Linked DNA regions of Mus musculus: region 1 is linked to region 2. Evidence: chromatin contacts called from public HiChIP or PLAC-seq data. All regions are on one chromosome and are shown on one strand. The core of a region is the stretch at or near the end of the contact, and the rest is flanking DNA. Distances in the headings are between cores, read along the strand shown.

Region 1 (6,615 bases), core at 255-2,754, 550 kb before region 2:
GTGTTTGTCCACATGAATGCACACACGTATCAAGTGAGTGCCTGCGTAACTGGCTTTTCACGGAGGCACTAGGGGTAGGGCTCAGGTTCTCATGCTTGCTTGGCAAAACACATTACCCATGGAGCCATCTTCCAAAATGCTCTGTGCCTTTAAGAAACCCACCTCCTTCATTTCTTCTCTCTCCCATCTTACCCATTTCCCAGAAAAGTCTCTCCCCTCCTGATTTCACATCCTGTTTCTGTTTTTGAGATAGGGTCTCACCATGTTGCCTAAACCTGACTGTTCACCAGGCAGGCCTTGAACTCACAGAGGTCCTCCTGCCTCTCCCTCTTGAGTGCTGGAGTTAAAGGCAGGCACCACCACAATTGGCTTATGACCTTTCAGGGGAAAAAAAAAAGTCCATATTCACAAGGGGTTGAGGAAAAGGCTCAGAAGTGCCAAGTATGGGCAAAGACTAGTGAAGACCCAGAACTCTTATAAATGCCTGTAATTCTAGCCTCAGATGGTAGAGACAGGATATCTATCCCCAGAGCAAGCTGGCTAGCAAGACGAGCTCTATCAGTGTGCACAAAGTTTGATCGAGAGAACCTGCCCCCGCGAGGAATGGGGAGCCACTGAGGCTGGTTCAATATTAACCTCCAGCTTCTACTTTGTTTACACAAAGGTACCACATACAGAGGATGCATCCATGCACATCACATATAGGAAAAAATGGAAATAGATTTCATATGTGAGGAAACTGTGCCATCAACTGCCAACAGCCCCTCAACATAATTTTCTATATTATAAAATATATCCAAGTTCTTTTCAGTTCTGTGTTTAAAATATTAGCACATTTTCTTCTGGAACTTCCTTGCTTCCTGGTAGCCCTGGGCTGGTCTTTCTCTGGACGTGCCTGCAGGCACAGGGCTTTCCATCTCTGTCTTCCCCACATTCCAGGATAACCTTTAACCTTTGTCCTGTGAAAGACCCTCAACTCTGTTTTCATGGCTTCATCCCTTGTTTCTGTGGAATGCAGGCACAGGCTGGCCTAGAACCTGTGACCCTCCTGCCTTGCTCATTCCATCACATCTGCTTACTGCCTGCACCCACATCGGGGTCATCCAGATGTTTCCCTTAGGAGAACTGACATGGAGACTACTGGAATTATTTTCTGTGGAGCCTATTCTGAAAATTGATCAGAAAACGGCTGAGAAATAACTTTTCGGGAGGACGTTTTGATCATCGGCTCTTGGGTGGAAGGAGGGCACGTATTTCATGTACAATATATATTTTATAGAACTTTAAAGCAACTCTAGACAGTGGGCCAAAATGCAGTGGCTGATGGAGCCTCACATGGTCCAGCTCTATGTCCTGGGACATATGAGGCACCAGACTAATGAAAGAGGAAGGTGCTCTCTGCATTCGCGAGCAGTATGTTTTCAGATGTCTTGTGAGCACGTAGCAAGGGGTCTTTAGAATGCTAGTTCCAGGAATGTATTCAGAGGAAGGAAAGGGTGGCAGCTCTTGGCTGAGTCACTGTGGTGGCCACCTCAGACAGGCAGAAACACCCGAAACAGGAGATTGCTCCACTGGTGATCTGAAAGTGTGGTGTTTCTTTGGGGTCTTTGTAGGGGCAACCAAGGTTCCTGACACCTGATGGGGAAGTCAAGGGGTCTTCATGACAGCCCTTCTTCACAAGCCAGCGGTGAGGCCAGTGGCCTGACGCTGAGGCTAGCTTGCTTTAGAGGTTGTAGTAGTGGTGGCATTAGCCTCGTGGTAATGTGACTCATCCATGACAAGAGTATGCGTTGAAAGGACACGTGTATTGGAGCCTGAATCGCACTGTTTTGGAGTGTTGCCATCTACCTCGAGGTGGCCCCTGCTGTCTTCCCAGCTCTCCGTGGGTAGTCAGTGGCAGCTTGGCTGGAGTTCCTTCAGAAGATGCCAGGCAAACTGTCCCAGGCTCTAGTACTGTTTATGTCCCATTGGAGAGAGCGCCTCAGCTACACAGGCACAGCCATTTGTAGTCGACCAAGTGACACTGATCAAAGGTCATGGAAGCCTTACACAGGGGACCTGGAGACATTTGAACATTGTTTTCTTTCTCACTTCTAGCAGAGGAACCCTCAGAAGCAACCGAGGGACCGTCTGGGAAGACTCCCCTAGAATCCACCAGACCTTCAGAGGAGGCCCCCACTGAACCACCCCGGCTGACCCCACTGCCAGAAGACCCTGCAGGACCACCACAGACAGGCCAGCAGCCAGTATTGCCCCAGAGGCCCCTGCAGCCACCACCTTTGCCTGCCTGGCCTGGTCGCACGGGGTTGCCCTTCTTGCCTGGCTCTAGTGGCGTCATCATGGAGACTGGAGAGGCGGGGCCTCCAGGCAGGATGGGCGTGTCCGGAAGGGGCCTGCCTCGGGGAGTGGATGGCCAGATGGGGCAGGGGCCCATTCATAGCTCGGAAGGCTATGCAGGGGCACCAGGTAAGTCTGCCCTGCAGATGACACATGATGGCAGACTGTTCTAGCCTTGCCCGTTGGTGTGTTCTGTGGGTCCGGAGTTCCACCTTTGGGGGACAAAGTTCAGGAAGGTAGCTTCCGAAGGGCACGAGAGTTCAGAGGAGCCTCTTTTTTGCTTATTTGACATGTGGGTATCAGGAGCACAAAACCCAGGGAAGGGTGAGAATAGTGAGGTTGACATAGCCAGAATTGGGGACTACAGCCATCCCGGAAGGGAGAAAGAGGTCTGGAAAATATCTGTGCAGGACTTGACATTCCACTCTCTTTGTTTTCAGGCTACCCCAAGTCACCTCCTGTAACCACCCCAGGTATGTCTATGCGGATCCCTGCTCTCCTTGGTGGTCTCAGCCCTGCATTTCCTGTCTCCTCCCTTGGGGCTGCTGACATGGGTAGACAGCCTGGAGCCTAGGCCCTTCCACACCTAGCAGACACCCTGGTCTTGGTCTCTGTGGACTGAACCCCTAGAGAGACTCAGAGGCAGGAATTCTCCCTCCTACATGGTCTCTGTTCATGTTTCCCAAGGGGAGGCTGGGTGGGCTGTACCCTGTGTGGTCCTGATGAGTTTTACTGGCTTACAAGCCAGCAGCTCCCTAGATGATTCTCTATGGGCCCAGCATCAGCTCCTGATGGATGCAGTTAGGCAGCACACAGCAGCCTCACCTTCCATTCTCATTCTCTCTCTCTCCTCTCTCTCTCTCTCTCTCTCTCTCTCTCTCTCTCTCTCTCTCTCTCTCAGTGCACAGCAACCTCACCTTCCATTCTCATTCTCTCTCTCTCTCTCTCTCTCTGTCTCTCTGTCTCTGTCTCTCTCTCTCTCTCTCTCACACACACACACACACACACACACACACACACACACGCACTCGCACATGTGCGTGCAGGCACACTACGCAGACAATCCCTTTGAGGCTTTCGTATGCAGTTTGTGTGTCTCACACATTTGTCCAGTTTCTCTGTACTAGCCCTTGGTCTGCCAAGGGGAGTCTCTGGACTTTCAGAAGATAGGCAGGTCCACATGCTCTGGCTTCTCTCTGCCCTAGGGGTGCCGCTGCCCACTCTGGTGTCCTTTTCAGCCGGTCTTACCCAGAAGCCTTTTCCCAGCGATGGAGGCGTTGTTCTCTTCAATAAGGTGCTGGTGAACGATGGGGATGTATACAACCCCAACACTGGTGAGTATCTACAGTGGAATTCTGTCTGGCTCCACGGAGGCTGGGGAGAACCTAAGCTGGGCAGTGGATTGCCACCAGACCTCTAATTCTTGGGCTGCAGCGTGGGAGGGCAGCACATGGCCTCACTATACTTTTGGAACTGCCGCTCAATTCTTAATGGTTATTATTATTTTTTTTTTTTTTTGCCAGCTATGACCCGTCACACCCCAGCCCCCTCTCCTCCATCCGCCCCCTAGCGGCCATCAAGCATGCTTTCTCTATGAATGTTCAGAGGCAGGGACTCCCTTCAGAATCTTGTTTTTATGATGAGCCAAAAAAGGGGGGGGGGCTGTGTTCTCTCCAGAAGGGACTGAGGCTAGTTAGTGTGTGGGGCCTCACATACCGAGACAGAATTAAACAGTGGACTTTGGAAGGTGCCTGTAGCACCCATGCCTATTCTAGGGAACCCTGGAGACTGTGGAAGGAGCTGCTAGGAGCTCCGACAGCACAGCCATCTTGCCCTTCCTCTGGCTTGTGGTGTCTCACCTGTCCCCAGACCATCTCCTGATAGTCACACACGAGTTTTTCCTACCCCTTAAAGGGTAATTCTCTGTCTGGACTATGTGGCAACCCTCTGAGGCTCATGGTGGGGTTCGAGCCTTTTCCCCCCTCCTTGCCTTTAGCAGCCATTGCTCTCATATAGGCATGGCCTTCGCAGGGAGGGTGAGGGTTCTGGCCATCTTCTTGGTAATCTTTAGCCATTCCTTCTACAACTCCAAGCCTGGTTCCCCTCTGGCTAAGTCACGCTGGTTCTGATAAAGTCACTGGCAGACCTCCAAGAAAGCAGCCAGGTATCCCAGGCTGCCAAGCTTTGCTCCAAACAACCTTTCTAATCTATGCTTCAAGGGTTTGGGCCAGAGTTGGGGGTTTTGACTGGGAGTGAGGGGACTCTTTCCCTTTGGCTACGTTGGTTGTGGGGACCCCCCTGTCCACTCACACAGGCTGGTGATCTTTACGAGCAGGCTGGGACTATGAAGGAAATTCCAGGAGGCCCTTGAGCTAGGCTTGCCCCTGTTAGACAGGCGAATGGAAGCTTGGCTCAGTACACTGGGGCCTGAACAAGATTCTAGGAGTTATAATCAGGATACTATTTAAATAGTAAGCATGGAAGGGGCAGGGTGGACCCAGGCATACTTGAAGGCTAGACTCTTAAATGGGTCTTTTGTTTCAGGACCCTAATTTCATGGTGACATCTAGCTGTTGAGTATGAAGGCCTGATACCCCTACCCACTCCTGGGTAGTCCATCTCTAGACACTTCCTTTGCCTTCCAGATTATATGGGCCCTGGGGTTAGAAGACAGTGGGGCTTCTGGCTACAAGTGAATATGACCTACACCCAAGAGGCTGATTCTTTTATAGATGAGGAGGGTTAGCGTGGCCTCCTAAGGCTGCTGTCTAAGAGATTTAGGAAGGTTGTAACTTGGCAGGGGCTGGGCCTTGGTCCCAAGTCTCCAGGTCACACATGCCACATACATGGCAGACCAGAAATGTTGGTCAAATTGGCTGCTGTCCCAGTAGGGCCGTGGCTGGCTTCTGTTTCCTGGACTGTTGTAAATTTAGGCAAGAATTACTCTTAGTCCTGGGGTATTGGAGGTCTTACTCTTTGGATGTTACAAGCCCAGGACAGTTGGCTCTGAAATGAAGAGTGGCCCAAGTCTGTGGTTTGCATGTGTGAGAGGCCACACTGGGGCTGTTATGTGCATGGTAGAAAGCCTGTCTAGAATGCACCTGTCACTGGGGGGGGGGCGGTGATATTCATTCTGGGAACAGAGATGTGAGTAGGTGGTACACTCTCAAGTCAGCCTTCCTTCTACAGGTTTGGTGACTAAGCATCTTGACCTATCCAAGTCAATGGGTGCTAAAACCCAGGGGGCAATCGGTGGCAATCTCAAGTGGCCTTGTGTGAGATGGGTCCAAGGTAGTCTGAAGCCAGGGTGTGGGCGTCAAAGACACCAGATCAGCTCACCTGTGTCTGGCTTTTTGTAGGGATCTTCACCGCACCATACGACGGGCGCTACTTGATCACAGCCACCCTCACCCCTGAGAGAGACACCTATGTGGAAGCCGTCCTGTCTGTCTCCAACGCCAGTGTTGCCCAGCTGCACACGGCTGGGTACAGGAGAGAGTTCCTGGAATACCATCGTCCCCCTGGGGCTGTGCATACCTGTGGGGGCCCGGGGGCCTTCCACCTCATTGTGCACTTGAAGGCAGGAGATGGAGTCAATGTTGTGGTGACTGGGGGCAGACTGGCTCACACAGACTTTGATGAAATGTACTCCACCTTCAGTGGTGTTTTCTTGTACCCTTTCCTTTCTCACCTCTAGGGAGACCAGGAAGGGAAGAAAGGCTGTGAAAACTCCAAAGCTTTAATATATTTGGTTTATGTAACTGGAGCACTGATCTAGCTTGCTGCACACACTCTGCCTGCCCCCAGGATAAAAGCCTGCCATCCCTCGTTTCCAGACAGCTGTGGAAGTGACACATGGTTACTTCTGTCACTGGACAACCAGAAGACTCGTTATGTCCCCTTGGCTGGAAGCTGGCTTCTCCTGTGCCGCCTATAAGCCAGCTCTGCTCGAAGTTCTTGGGTTGAATCTACTTGGTGCTGTTCCGACTGGCCTGGGCCTGATGCAGCTGGAAGACACTGTAGCGGATGCGCCTCTCTACACTGCACGTAGAAGATTTAAACACTGAAGTGCTTATGTGGCCTGGACCCAGAGAGTTTAACATGGGCTGTTGTTCCACACTTGGTTGCTGTTACCGTCTGGTACTGATCTCTGTTCCCCTGGGCCCTGCTACCAAGGTGGATGTGAGAGACATTATTTATGAAACTTGCCAGGCTCCTTAAATGACATGTACAATATAAGTGCAAAGACAGGGAGCGTCAATAAAGATGTTGGAATCA
Region 2 (6,170 bases), core at 3,377-5,876:
GATTGCAGTCACATATCCCTCTAGTAGAGGGGGAGCTAGACCTACGAAATGTATGCTTTTACTTGTATTATGGGAATCAAGCTCAGGCCTTCAGATGTGCCAGAGAAGGGCTCTCCCTTAGAGCTGCACTCAGCCCACAAGATATCCAACTTCAGTGTTTTAAATGCCTCCTGTATCCCCATTAGAGCTATGTATGATGAGTTCCAGGCCGATAAAGAAGAGTTTAAACAAACAAACAAACAAACAAACAAACCAACCAAAACCTATATTTAAAAAATCATTTAGAGGAAATACAAAGAGCCAGGACTTGCTAAGCCAAAATGCCAAAATAAAAATATAAAAAATTAACTATTACATTTTAAGAGATGGCTATTATGATCCTTTAAAAAGTTATTACTATGCCAGCAAGATTTTGCTGAAAGGACCCTGATATAGCTGTCTCTTTCCTGGCAAATACAGAAGTGGATGCTCACAGTCAGCTATTGGATGGAACACAGGGCCCCCAATGGAGGAGCTAGAGAAAGTACCCAAGGAGCTGAAAGGGTCTGCAAACCTATAGGTGGAACAACAATATGAACTAACCAGTACCCCCAGAGCTCATGTCTCCAGCTGCATATGTAGCAGAAGATGGCCTAGTTGGCCATCATTGGAAAGAGAGGCCCCTTGATCTTGCAAACTTTATATGCCCCAGTACAGGGGAATGCCAAGGCCAAGAAATGGGAGTGGGTGGGGAGGGGAGCAGGGTGGGAGGAGGGTATAGGGAACTTTTGGGATAGCATTTGAAATGTAAATGAAGAAAATATCTAATAAAAAAAAAGAAAAATTTTTATTACATCAGAAACATTTAACCATGTGTCCTCTGGTGTTCCTAAAATCGATTAAAAAAAAAAAAGACTTTGAGGAATTCCAAAGGTTCTGATCCCCAGCTCCACTTTGAAGAGAACTGTAGACATATCTTGTTTAGCAGAGAGATGTCCAGTAAGACCCAGTGGTAGGCCACAAAGATGAACAGAACCAGGGGCCACACCTTTGGATGGACAAGGTTCAGGGCAAGTTCAATGGGCACAGTCATAAAATGGGCTGAGAAGTTGATGGAAAATGGACAACTCAGAACATGTGACAAAATTCTGATGAGTAGACCCAAGAGTGGTGAAAAAATTGTCCCTAAGGGACCAGGCCTGGGCTCCTCAGCTGAGGAATGGGAAGCCTGTGGGTTTCAGAACAGCCGCTGGCCACTGATCACTATGGTGCCTCGTCTAGAATGGAAGTGTTTGTTCTGATATGGACAGGCATGCCCTCCAAAGGCACTTGCGTGGAAAGCTTAGTCCTCAAGGCAATGCAGAGGGCTGGGATGTCAAGAGTGATTGAGTCAGAAGGATATTTGGCTAATCAATAAGTGTCTCGAGCCACTGATAGATTCATAATTGAATAGACTGCGGGGAGGTAGTGGATGCTATGAAAGGAAAGGTGGGTCTGTGGTGGCGTGTTGTATCATGGTGGCAGGGTGGGGCACAATGGTTGAGGATTGCTCACCTTAAAGAAGCTAAAAAAAAAGGGTGGTGGTGGAAGGAGGGAAGGAGAGAGGAGGCAGAGAGACAGACAGAGAGAACAAAGAGTTCTGGGGATGGAGTGCCAGGATCTCCTTCAGGAACACGTCCCTACTAACTTTCCATCGTTCCATTATCTTCTAGTACAGCCACAGGTTGATGACGAAGCCCTCACGCATGAGATGCTGGGGACATTTCTGATCCAACTAGAAATGACTGTAATCATTTCTGATTAAAATGCAGAATCTGATTTTTTAAAAAAAAGTCTATTTACGAGCCTCTATGCATTGCAGGGTGACACATTTCATGGCAACAGCTAAGCAAGTTAGACCTGACTGGTCTCACCTGAGATTGTCCCCACAGCCTGGCCACGCCATTCTTTTGTGTCCCTGAAAGCTAGCTAGCTGGAGCTTCTTCTCCATTTATCCATCGTTGCCTGCTTAGTGCATGAGGGTTTTCTCCAGAAGCTTCCCCGAGCCTCTCTCTTTGCTCCCTCCTTGCAGCGATTCTCCTATCGGTCCCAAGTTCTCTTCCGGGAGCACAGTCATCTTTGATGATTTGAGCCATGCCACTACTCACCTCTAGAATGTAAACCCCATGAGAACAGAGGCTCCCTTTGATCACAGTGGGATTCCTGGCTTCAGCAAGTGCTGGATAAATATTTGTCAAGCAGATGAATTGATTGTCTGATGCTGTTGATAAGGACTCCCTCCTCGACACAGCCTTAATAACTCACCACTATTCTTTTTGCTCATGTGCTGTGCAAACCTGGATTCCCAGCCACAGGAAGTGGGCAAGTATGTGTGACTTATTAATCGCTCAGCTATGGTCTGTGGGCGCAGCTGGTCACCCCCGAAAACTCAGGAAGCCCAGGAAAAGAGGCCATGAGAAGCCCCTGGGAATGTGTGGGTTCGGGGTTGCAAGGGTCAGGTGCAATTTGTGCTATCTCTCATTTATGGTTTTAGGGGAAATAGGGACAGGGGGCTTTCTTGGGAGTCCTGAGAAGTTAGTGGTGGTCAGACTGAAGCACTTCTAAGTTGAAGTTATAACCTGTTTTTTGCTGGGTCAGGAGCTATTTTTCACCCCACATCTACAGCAGAAGGAAGCTGCAATCTCAGGGCCGGGCAAAGCTGCCACTTCCCACAGTAACTGTGCTCAGAGTTTTGTTCACTTCCTCTTGGGGATGCACCTCGACTTATTGTTCCCATAGGTACGGGAAATGTGGCTCCCTTGGAAAGTGGCTCTCTACAGTTTTCCTGCATCTCTTGTCACTGTTTCTATTAGTTACATAAGCAAATGTCTTCATCGATGTCTTTATAACTTCCATTCTATAATTTCAAAGTGTCTTCCTTTATACCTCTCACTCCTCTATACCACACACATACACACACACACAGAACCTGTACACACACCCACACCTGTACACACACACATACACACAGATGCATCCATACACACATATACACATTTGTACACACACGTATACACACATCCATACACATATACGCACACACGTACACAACATTCATACACACATGTACATATACATCCATCCACACATACAAATATACATATCCATCCACACACACAAACACACACATGCATATATACACACAGGCACACACACACATCAGTACACATACACAAACACATGTGCATACACACAGACACACTTGTACAAATACATCTGTACACACACACACACACACACACACACACACACACAACTGTGTAGGGCGTGGAATCCAGAGCCTTGACACAAAAACACAGCTCTCACCTCAAAGGGAATGAGAGTTTATTCTGGAGCCAGCTATGAATGGCCATGGTAGATGCCTCTCTCCAATGTGCTAACAGTTTGATGAAGTTGTTTTTGTTTTTTTTCTTATTTTTCGAGATAGGGTTTCTCTGTGTAGCCCTGGCTGTCCTGGAACTCACTCTGTAGACCAGGCTGGCCTCAAACTCAGAAATCCACCTGCCTCTGCCTCCCAAGTGCTGGGGTTAAAGGCATGTGCTACCACTGCCCAGCTTGATGAAGTTTTTATAGTTACAGAACAAAGTCATAAATCAAGACATTTAAAAAATATATTGGTGAGACTATTAGGTATGACTGCTGAGGGGGATAACTCCGATCTTAGGTGCAATCTGATGGCATTCTTAGCCTCTGGGTTGGAGGAAGCGTGTAGCCTGTTAGAACATTCCAGAAGGATTTACCTGAATAGTCACAAGGGTGTTACAAGGTCAAACATGGGTGGGCAATGAATGACTGTTAAGGGGCTAAAGATTGCCCAAGGGACTTGGGGTCCAGATTCATAGCATCCCGCTTTCCAATATTCCAAGCGTTAACCAAGCTTTGTGGGTCCTCCCTCCCTCCCTCCCTCCCTCCCTCCCTCCCTCCCTCCCTCCCTCCTTCCCTCCCTCCTTCTGTTTCTTTCCTCTCCCCCTTTCTTTCTTTTTCAAAGGCAAGGTTTCACTAAGTAGTCCTGACTGGCCAGGAACTCAGATCTGCTAGTGTCTGTCTCCAACAGGCACGAGCACACTGGGCTAGCCTTGTGGATGCTTTAACACCGTGAGATTCATTTATTTTTCCTGCTTGCTCAGTTCCCATAGGCAGGCGGTCTACCACTGAGTCACACTCGCCACCTGGTTCTGTGGACCCGATGTCTGTAGTTGGAGATAGGGGGAGTCCATCCACTCGCAAAAAAAAGTCTTTGTCTTTTAAGTTGAACACGCTTCACCAGGTCAGAGCTTCGGAGCTGCAGAGATTGCTCTCCTCATTTTCTAATAGCCACGTGTTCTGAACCGGTGCCCGGTGCCACCTCTGATCCTTGCCCCACCACTCCCTCCAGGGTGCACAATACCGCATTTATATCTTTTGAATGTGTACCATTTGAAAGCGCAGGGACAGAAGGCAGATGCAGGCACACCTTTGATCTTTCATCCTTGCGGGTTAAGTGAGGGCAGACACCTGGCAGCTGCGAACTGGAAACAAAATGATGCCTGGGACTGGAATGACCTGAAACGCTGCAGTGGCTGGGCCGCAGGGGCATGGAAGCTGACTCTGTATGCAGGCAGAGGACCTGATCTCGGGTAGCACCTTGAACGACCTGGCTGGGGCTGGCTGGGGCTCAAGGACTTACTAGGCAAGAGGGCAGAAAAGATCCGGCAGCTGCATTAAGCAAAGTCAACAAACTATGCAGAGATGGCAGCTCAGCACCGGTGCCGACGGGCTATTCCGGTGAAAGTGCATTTAGAGTGCTCTTGTTCCTTCGTGGTACTCTAAAGGATTCCTTTTAGGTACAGAGATGTCACAAATGCTTCAGGTTCCCAAGTCCTCGGCGGGACCGTATTGCCCCCTGGCGTCCATGTGCTGTTACTACGTCTTTGCCCAGGAAGCCAGAGCCGTCAATCACATCCATGAAAGGCGGAGCTTCCAGTTTTCCGCACATGGAGAAGTTTGGCAGTACAGGATTGAAAGGCAGTTTTAAACCCTAAGCCAGACCTGGGAGGGAACTTCGGAATTAAAGTTCCTCCTTCCCCACTCTGTGCCTGGCCTTCTGAATGTTCCAGAAGCTTCGAAAAGAAATAAGTCAGATTTGAATCTGCTGGTTTTTAATATTGGTGGTCGTGTGGTTACTGCACCCTGCTTCTTTTCAGTCAACTCAAAAGTGGCCCGGGCTAGAAAACCTTTCCTGACTTCTCTTCAGCGATTGCTTCGTGATAGGTGTTGGATGCCTCTCTGCTGTCAAGCTTCTCCGACTGTATGGGAAGGCAAGGGCATGGAATATTCCTGAACTGCATCTGCAGCCGCTGGGATGAGGCTTCTGTTCAGTAAAAACGTGTCCAGTAATAAACAGTTGCGTACCGTCCACACGGGGCGAAAGCATCAGGGCTTGATCAATACAGCAACCCTACCCAAGGCAAGAAGTCAACTTCTGGGTGGGAAAGAGAAGTGTGTTCATGTGTGTGTGTGTGTGTGTGTGTGTGTGTGTGTGTGTGTGTGTGTATGTGTGTGTACACACAGGTGTGTGAATGCACGTTTGTGTGTGTGGGGTGTCTCCTGGCACCTTCCCTTGTAGCCTGATATTTACATGGGTTCTGGGAATTGAATTTGAGGTCAGCATCTTACTGACAGAACCTTCTCCCAGTCAGTATTTTGTTCTGAACACAGCTATGCTTGCTTTTAGATTTTTTTCTTTTTTAACAACAACAGGCTCTCAGGTAGCCTAGCCTGGCCTCCAGGTCTAACCAAGGCTGACCCTGAACTCCTGATCCTCTGCATCTGCTGTTCATGTCCCGGGATCACAGACATCTGGTCACTGTGCCCTCCCTGCTCATATTACACATTGATTTATTAAACAGCATCATGGCAGAAGGCACGACTCCTGACTGTCAAGGGTTTACATTTTAGAGTCATACTGAGCCAACAGGTACCAATATTGTCTGCTATCCTTGTGACTTTGGGAAAAAAAAAATCACTTGATCTTTTTGTGTCTTTTTCCTCAGCTGTCAAAATGAGGTGGATGCTAGGGGTAGATGCATCCCGGGGCCTCGTAAAGGCTTCATACTCCACAGGCATTGACTAGTGAAGAGAACCATATGGATTTTCTACCAGCAGAGGTTAAA

What was found. HiChIP or PLAC-seq counts read pairs in DNA pulled down with a chosen protein or histone mark.
Region 1: a contact with region 2 is called in a FOXA1 HiChIP or PLAC-seq map of pancreatic cancer cells. The contact joins two enhancer-like sites. A contact is called at or near these places in 1 of 39 promoter capture datasets (pre-B cells), 1 of 115 datasets of contacts at active chromatin or transcription factors (pancreatic cancer cells) and 1 of 9 other capture datasets (adipose tissue).

The regions. Positions count from the first base shown.
Region 1 is chr17:71,252,175-71,258,789 of GRCm38.p6, reverse strand. Emilin2 (elastin microfibril interfacer 2) reads left to right here. Exons shown (of 8, transcript NM_145158.4): 5 at 2,098-2,466; 6 at 2,778-2,810; 7 at 3,543-3,671; 8 at 5,697-6,615. The coding sequence ends at 6,034. Among named protein-coding and RNA genes, the nearest start is that of Emilin2, 56 kb to the left of the region's middle. Within about 2 kb of position 1,504, at least 106 of the 459 cell types and tissues checked have an H3K27ac peak or open chromatin away from gene starts, as enhancers often do. A contact at or near this core is called in pancreatic cancer cells, where this site is marked.
Region 2 is chr17:70,705,902-70,712,071 of GRCm38.p6, reverse strand. The region is part of intron 5 of Dlgap1 (DLG associated protein 1); the gene reads right to left. The region is part of intron 1 of Gm36746 (a long non-coding RNA gene); the gene reads left to right. Among named protein-coding and RNA genes, the nearest start is that of Gm36746, 8.7 kb to the left of the region's middle. Within about 2 kb of position 4,626, at least 57 of the 459 cell types and tissues checked have an H3K27ac peak or open chromatin away from gene starts, as enhancers often do. A contact at or near this core is called in pancreatic cancer cells, where this site is marked.